Regions from separate parts of the Mus musculus genome. Here region 1 is linked to region 2. The links are chromatin contacts, called in public promoter capture Hi-C maps. All regions are on one chromosome and are shown on one strand. Each heading gives the region's core, a stretch centred on a gene start, on an enhancer-like site or on the middle of the called end of the contact. The rest is flanking DNA. Distances are from core to core; before and after follow the strand shown. Region 1 holds the start of Abcf1 (ATP-binding cassette, sub-family F (GCN20), member 1). Region 2 holds the start of 2410017I17Rik (RIKEN cDNA 2410017I17 gene).

Region 1 (4,055 bases), core at 981-3,480, 180 kb before region 2:
CTAGAACTTTGTATCTCCAACCACACTTATCTACATCTTTATGTCAAGTCTCTTCTCTCACCAGAGACAGTTAACAATGTGTCCTTGTCACACCTCCAACTCAGCCTTCAAGACACACTGGGCTGGAAAGAGAACTGGCTACAAAGTTGTCTACTGACTTCCCATCCACACCTGCTCCAAGGCATGCTCCTCCCTCAAGAAAGCACAGGGGCTGGAGAGATGGCTCATCACTTTAGAGCATCACTTGCTGCTCTCTCAAAGGGCCCGGGCTTGATTCCAAGCACTCACATGACAGCTTACAACCACTTGTGACTCCATTGTCAGGGGGTCAGATGCCCTCTACCGACAAGGCACACACATGGTACAGTTATATACATGCAGGCAATACATTCATACACATAAAAAAAATAATTTTTGCATGTTTTCCACCTTACAGTCCAACACTACTCTCTCTCTCTCTCTCTTTTTTTTTTTATTTTCAGGGTTGGAGAGATGGCTCAGTAGTTAAGAGCACTGGCTGGGGGCTGGTGAGATGGCTCAGTGGGTAAGAGCACCCGACTGCTCTTCTGAAGGTCAAGTTCAAATCCCAGCAACCACATGGTGGCTCACAACCATCCCTAACAAGATCTGACTCCCTCTTCTGGTGTGTCTGAAGACAACTACAGTGTACTTACATATAATAATAAATAAATCTTTAAAAAAGAAGAAGAAAAAAAAAAAAGAGCACTGGCTGCTCTTCCAGAGGACCTGGGTTCTAAGCCTAGCTAACAAGCCTCCCTGAAACTCCAGGTCCAGGATACCCAACGCCCTCTTCTGACTTTCAAAGGCACTGAATGTGTGCAGTACAAAGGCAAAGCACCCATACACATAAAATACTAATTTTTTGTTTGTTTGTTTTCTTTCCAGCTAGGAATGTTGGTGCACATCTGTAACACCAACATTCAATTGGCAGACTCACATGGATCTTTATGAGTTCCAGGCCAGCCTGATCTACATAGTGAGTCCCAGACTAGTCAGGCTGCATAGTGAAATCCCACCTCAAAGAACAAAACACCTTTTAATTAAAGGTATTTCTCAAGCACTACTACCTACTAATGGTCCACTACCCACTCTCTTATTTTGTTTTGTTTTCTTTTTCGAGATAGGGTGTCTCTGTGTAGCCCTGGCTGTCCTGGAACTCAGAAATCTGCCTGCCTCTGCCTTCCAAGTGCTTGGATTAAAGGCGTGCGTGCACCACCACTGCCCAGCTCACTACCCACTCCTTAAACTGCACTTTGATTAATAGAGTGACATCCTTCTGTACCCTTTTATCTGCCCAGTCTTTAGTTCTGCACCAGGCACTTGATTGACAGCAACTCTTCAGTCTTCACTTCCTTACTATTTCTTTGACACTTCTTACAAAAGTCACTGCCAGAGCCTAGTGTTCCTAAATCTATCCTGGCACACACCTTTAATCCCAGCACCTGGGAAGCAGAAGCAAGCAGATTTCTGTGCCTTGGAGGGTAGCATGGTCTACTGAGTGAGTTCTGGGACAGCTAGGGCTATGTAGAGTGATCTTGTTTTCTTCGAGGCAGGGCTTCTCTGTGTAGGCCTCGCTGTCAGGGAACTCGCCTTGTAGACCAGGCTGGCCTCGAACTCACTTAGATCCGCCTTCCTCGGCTTCCTGATGCTGGGATCAAAGGCGTGTTCCCCCAAGGCTTGGCTGAGAGAACGTCTTAAAAAAAAGAGACCTTTATACCACGCACAAAGCACATCGCATGAGTATTAAAGTAAACCTTGATCCTAGCCCTTGACATAAAGACAGCACCTAGTGCAGTCCAGCGGGACCGAGCCTTTGGAGTCCACGAAGGAGCTGTTGTTCTCTGGGAGGGAGGCAAGTGCAGTTGGGAGCGCACCACACGATTCAAGGCACGCTCCCTCACCGCGGTAGGAAAGAAGTCAACAATTCTAGTTCCTGTCCTGCCGTCCCTCCCTCGGTGACATATGGTCTTCCCGTCTCCCGTCCGCCTCTCTGGGCTCTAGGACGGCCCGGGGCACGCGGCCTCTGCCCCGGCGCACATGCGCAGGACCCACGCTCCATGGAGGCCGCCGCCGTCCCCGCCACTCCTGCCTCCTTCCCCACTCACCCGCGGGGCTCGTGCCCTCGCCGTCCCCGATCCACTCGGGCTCGGGCGGCTGTTGCTTGGGACCCTTCGGCATCGCGGCGGCAGTTAAGAGTCCTCCAGCGGCGCCCGGCGCCGTTTCCGCTTCCGGCGATGTGGGCCGGCCAGTGGGCGGGCTCTCCATGTAGGCTCCGCCCCGACCCGCGGAGGGTCTGCTGCGCAGACACGTGGGGCAAAGGGGCGTGGCGGCATTGCGGCTTTGGGGGTGTGGCCAGAGACGTCACCTACTTGACTGGAGTGGGCAGCGCGTCATGACCGTCCCAACGCCTAAGCAGCTGATGCTGCGACGCGGTGACACTCAAAGAAGGACATGGTAATTTCCAGGTAGGCAGAAGTAGACATCTGATTGTGTCATCCTAGCTGGTGTCTGGAACTCGCTGTGTAGCTGAGGTTGACCTCCAACCCAGAGAGGCGTTTGCCTTTGGCTCCGGAGTGCTGAGTTTTGTTTTGTTTTGCAGACAAGGTTCTCTGTGTAACACTGGCTGGCCTCTAACTCAGAAATCCGCCTGCCCCTGCCTCCTAAGTGCTGGGATTAATAAGGTGTGCGCCACCACTGCCTGGTAGGAGTGCTGAGGTTTGTCGACACACCCTGTTCTGAATCCTTTTTGTTGTTTAACCAGGGACTCACTGTGTAGTCTTAGGCTGCTCTGAAACTCACAATGTAGTCTTGGTTGGCCTGGAACTCCTAGAATTCCGCCTGCTTTTCTGCCTCTGGGAGAGCCAGGATTACAAGTCTGTACTATTATGCCTGACTGGCCACTTTATTTAAAACAGTACACCTCTTCAGTCATTCTTCACTACTTCTAATCCTATTTTTTTCTAATCCTACGTACTGTAAACTGTATTTAAAGACACCACAGCCAGTCGGCTTAGGAAAGTGTAACCTTACTCGCCCTTGGTTGACATGTCAATAAATATCCAGGTGTACAGATATAACCAAGGAACTCCACCCCAATAACTATTATGCAATGGAACCTGGAGTTTTGTGTGTGTGTGATAATTTTGTCCTAATTGACCTACTGTAATTGCACATAAAATGGCAAGCAATGAGCAGTTGTAAGTTTTGACAAACAAGCCCCCCCCCCCTTTTTTTTGAGACAGGGTTTCTCTGGGTAGCCCTGGCTGTCTTGGAAATCATTGTGTAGACCAGGCTGGCCATGAATTCAGAGATCTACCTGCCTCTGCCTCCCAGGAAGCATATACCTTTCAAACCACAATCAAGAGATGGCTGGCTTTAACGCTAATGACTGACAGGCATGGGGGTTTGGATGAGGGTTTCCACACCTGGGGCAGCTCCTGTCTTCAGTCATGCTCTTCTTTTCCTTATGTAGTCCAGTCTTGCCTCAAGTCCTCTAAGTAGCCAATGATACTCAATTTCCCATTTTCTTGTCTCCCTCCTGAGCTCTGAGATTACACACCTGTGTTAATGTGCCTGGTTTATTTATATGGTCCAAGAATGGAACCTAAGGCAGTGTCACACATACTAGGCAAATGTCCTACCCACTGAACTACATTCCCAGCTCTCATGATGCTTCTGTCCCAATTCATTTTCCAGGATAACCAGATCAGAAGCCATGTCCTAACACATCTGACATAGGTGGTCACTTTCCCTCCATTTCTCCACAGACTTTTTCTCCAGTGGACTGCTCTTCCTCCATCTTATGCTGGTGCCTCTGCCCCTGGGGTTCTAACTTCGATATACATGGGAGCTTAATCTTTGAAAGTCTTTTTTAAAAAAATTACTTCTAAAGGTTTGCTGGCTTATGTGCACTGGGTAAGTGCCTGGTGCCCCAGGAGGGCAAAAGAGGTCCCCAAAAACCCAAGCACTGGAGTCACAAGCAGCTGTAAGCTGCCCTGTGTCCTGGATAGCAAACTCAGGCTCTTCAAGAGCAA
Region 2 (3,762 bases), core at 809-3,308:
AAAAAAAAAAAAAAAAAAAAGAACAGCCATGATTACCATGTTGGAGTCCGTGGATGGAGGAGGCTCTGGGAAGGACAGGTACAGGAAATGAAGGTGAAGGTTATGATCCCAGCTCTGAGCCATGACCAGCTCAGGGTCTGCAGAAGGCTCCAGCTTTCCCTGACCCCAGCTCTGCACCCACACTCTCCTTACCCCATCTCAGGGTGAGGTGCTCAGGCAGCCCCTCATGTTCCACATGGCATGTGTAATTCTGCTCCTTCCCAAGAGGCACCACCACAGCTGCCCACTTCTGGAAGGTTCCATCCCCTGCAGGCCTGGTCTCCACAAGCTCTATGTCCTGGGTCAGCTCCTCCCCATTCAACTGCCAGGTCAGGGTGATGTCAGCAGGGTAGAAGCCCAGGGCCCAGCACCTCAGGGTGACATCACCTTCAGATCTGGGGTGATGGGTCACATGGGCTTTTGGGGGATCTGTGTGGAAGATTTAAGAAATCACACGATTAACAAGACAAACTGAAATCTACACAAGACTCAATCAAATCAATGAAGACACTGAACAATATGTCTGTTTGACACTTCAACTGTCATGGCACTGGTGACCTGCAGGCAGAGCTGGTCCTCTCAGCACAGAACTGCACATTTTCTTTTGGGACTCAGAAGCCAAGAGAGAATCCATCAACATGGTCATCCTTATGTGATGTTCAATAGCATAAATGAGGTAGTCAAAGAATGGAAGAGGGAATGGCAAAAAAGTAATTTAATATGTGTTTGAGTTCATTTCAAGATCAGATATTAGGGCCATATGCTCTTGGTAGGATGCCACCACTGAGTCTTCCACTGTGGTCATCTTGCAGACCAACATTAACTGTCAGTTCAAGTGAACAGCCATCACAAAGTGTGCAGCCAGAGAAAATGACTCCCTGCCCCTGACTCTGGGGGACAAGGTACAGGTATGTTACACAGGACCCCTGGAGTGAGCTGTGGACCCCAGTGCAGCACTCACTGGAACACACTGGGCCCACAGGGAGGGCTCACTATAGCCCTGGATTTCAGAAGACCCTGTCACTCAGAAAGTCCAATTCCTGATTCACTAGGGGGAGCACTGTAATTTGTGGGGGCAGAGAGACAGCAGGAGGCTTCTGCATGTTTAGGTCTGACAGGAAACAGTGTAATCTCACAATAATCGATCTTTTAATGAGAACCCTGACTTATCTTGTGTAATTATCCAGGTTAGCAATGTAGACTGATACAAATGATAATAGGAGGGCAGGGAGAAACAGGATCACTCCAGTGCAGACAAAAACTGACTAGAAACAAAATAACGCCTTCAAAAAAAAAAAATAAAGAAAGAAAGAAAAAAGAAAGAAGAAAAAGAAAAGAGAAAAAAGAAAAAGAAATTCCAGTATTTATATTCCTCCAGGGTAGCCCATAAGGGCTCATGTGACCATTCACCACTGTAGGAATAGAAAGAATTGTGTTACAGACAGGGAGGGATCTGGGAGAATGTATTCTTTGAAAATTCTAGAAACTGGGGCAACCAGCCTAGTGTTGGGGAGTCCATGTCTCCCATCAGGTAAAGGCGACTTCAGGTCCTGAGGTGTAAGGGCTGACACACTCAGCAGGACAGGAGTCCATGTCCACAGACAGTGGGTGTGGGCAGAGAATCCAGACTAGGAGAGGCCATGGCTGACAGAGGCTATAGGGGAACTGAAGGGAGCAGCTGTTGTCACCTCAGGGAAATTCTCTCCTTCCCTCCTGAGACAGCCTGGGCACTGTCCAGGGAGAAGGCTGAGCCCTGGAAGAGTCAGTGCAGTCACTGTGACAAGGGATCAAGAGACCCAGGGACACACTCTCCCTTCTGGGACAGGGGCATCACCCCAGCTGAGGGTTTCTTCTTCCCCAGGACTGAGCCCCAGCCCGAGGGCAGAGGGAGGAGCTGCCCGCGGCCCCTGCACCTGTGCGCAGCAGCGTCTCCTTCCCGAGCTGCAGGTATCTGCGGAGCGACTCCACGCACTCGCCCTCTAGGTAGGCCTTGTAATGCTCTGCAGCACCAGCCTGCTCCCACTTGCGTCGGGTGATCAGCGCTGCCAGGTCCGCCGCCGTCCACGTGTTCAAGTCTTCGTTCAGGGCGATGTAATCTCGGCCATCATAAGCGAACTGTAGGTATCCGCGGAGGAGGCGCCCGTCCGACCCCACGTCACAGCCGAACAACAGCTGGAACGTGTGAAGGCCTGCGGGATCCCAAGGTCAGCGCCGCTCACCCGCACCGCCCCCGCTCGCCCTGGCCTAGTCCACCAGCGGACTCCTCCAAAGTGAAAGGGAAACCGGTCCTGGGTCGGTTCTGCTCCCGAACCTAGACTTGGGATTGGAGATCTCCGGCCCCTGTCTAGGGACATTTCGAGCTCGTGACCTCCCACCCAGGGTCACTCACCGCCTTCACTCTGGTTGTAGTAGCGCTGCGCGGTCCTCAGGCTCCCTCGGAAACTCTGCTCATTGCGCTTGGCGATCTGTGTCTCCCGCTCCCAATACTCCCGCCCCTCGTGCTCCATCCATGGAGCCCGCGGCTCATACCTCGGATTCTCCGCGTCGCCGTCGAAGCGCACGAACTGCGTGTCGTCCACGTAGCCGACAGAGATGAATCGGGGTTCCCGGAGGCCAGGGCGGGACAAGGCGGTCTCGAAATACCGCATCGAGTGTGAGCCTGGGGGCGGCGCGCGGTGAGACCCGGACCTCCTCACGGGACTCCGGCCCACTGCGCGGGCCGGGAGGGGAGCAGGGCGCCGGGCTCCGGATGCGGGTGTAGAAGGGCGGAGGGTCTTGTGAGCGACGGGGGGACGCGGATTCCACAGTGCCGTCCCCGCCCCTCCACGCAGAGGCCGTTTCCCTCCCGACCCCGCACTCACCCGCGCGGGTCTCGATCAGGGTCAGGGCGGCCGCCAGCAGCAGGAGCAGCATTCGCTGCGCCATTGTCCCATCTGGGATACAGGGCATTTGAGGCCCTCGGGCTGCTTGGACTTTATAACCAGCGCCCGCGGAGGAGCTGTTGGTTCCTTCCCCAGGATCCTGCCACCCAATGGAGATGAGACCTGCCAGATAATTCCTGCTACCTCCGGGTCCAGAGAGGGCATCAGATCCCCAGGAGCTATAAAGTGGTGCTGCTCCAGGGCAAGGGAGGGGCAGGAGCTGAGCTGCAGGAGAGGGTGGTGTCTGCAGGGAGCAGAGTGAGGCCCTTGTGCACCTGTGTCTTAGTGAGGGTTTCCATTGCTGTGATAAGACCCCATGACCAAAAGCAACTTGAGGAAGAAAGGGTTTCTTTCAGTTTACACTTCCACATCTCAGTCTATCATTGAAGAGATTCATGGCAGGACCTTGAGAGAGGATTCTAAGTAGGAACTGAAGCAGAGACCATGAGGATCAGTGCTAATAGCTTTGTAGTTTATGGCTTGCTCAGTCTTCTGTCTTATACAATTCGTGATCACCACCCAAGACCAACTCCAGTGGGCTGAGCCTTTCCATACTGATCATTCATAATAATTTAAAAATGCCTTATAGACTTTCCCAAAAGCGTCCTGGATGGAAGCAATTTCTCAATTCAGGATCCTCTTCTTATATATGTCTCAGTTTGTGTGGAGTTAACAAATGCAAACAGCACAGCACCCTGGTGCAGGGTCACTCAGTGAGAGATGAGGGAGGAGGATGTGTGAGTTCCTCCCCCTGAGCTGAGCCAGGGACCTGCCCTGTGGACAGAGGCCCCCTGGAAAAACA

Evidence for each region. Capture Hi-C pulls out chosen DNA fragments and counts their contacts.
Region 1: a promoter capture Hi-C map of liver shows a contact between it and region 2. The contact joins the promoter of Abcf1 here to the promoter of 2410017I17Rik in region 2. A contact is called at or near these places in 6 of 39 promoter capture datasets (the 3T3-L1 cell line, hematopoietic stem and progenitor cells, hippocampal neurons and 2 more), 1 of 115 datasets of contacts at active chromatin or transcription factors (microglia) and 3 of 9 other capture datasets (adipose tissue, liver and pancreatic islet).

Annotation. Positions count from the first base shown.
Region 1 is chr17:35,967,520-35,971,574 of GRCm38.p6, forward strand. Abcf1 (ATP-binding cassette, sub-family F (GCN20), member 1) reads right to left here and starts at 2,231. Exons shown (of 23, transcript NM_013854.1): 1 at 2,127-2,231. The coding sequence starts at 2,199. Gm32655 (a long non-coding RNA gene) reads left to right here and starts at 2,266. Exons shown (of 2, transcript XR_385568.4): 1 at 2,266-2,486.
Region 2 is chr17:36,142,960-36,146,721 of GRCm38.p6, forward strand. 2410017I17Rik (RIKEN cDNA 2410017I17 gene) reads left to right here and starts at 2,059. Exons shown (of 4, transcript NR_033517.1): 1 at 2,059-2,243. Gm10499 (predicted gene 10499) reads right to left here and starts at 2,990. Exons shown (of 8, transcript NM_001370818.1): 1 at 2,901-2,990; 2 at 2,429-2,698; 3 at 1,953-2,228; 4 at 193-468; 5 at 37-65. The coding sequence starts at 2,964. It also overlaps a transcript of Gm8909 not described here.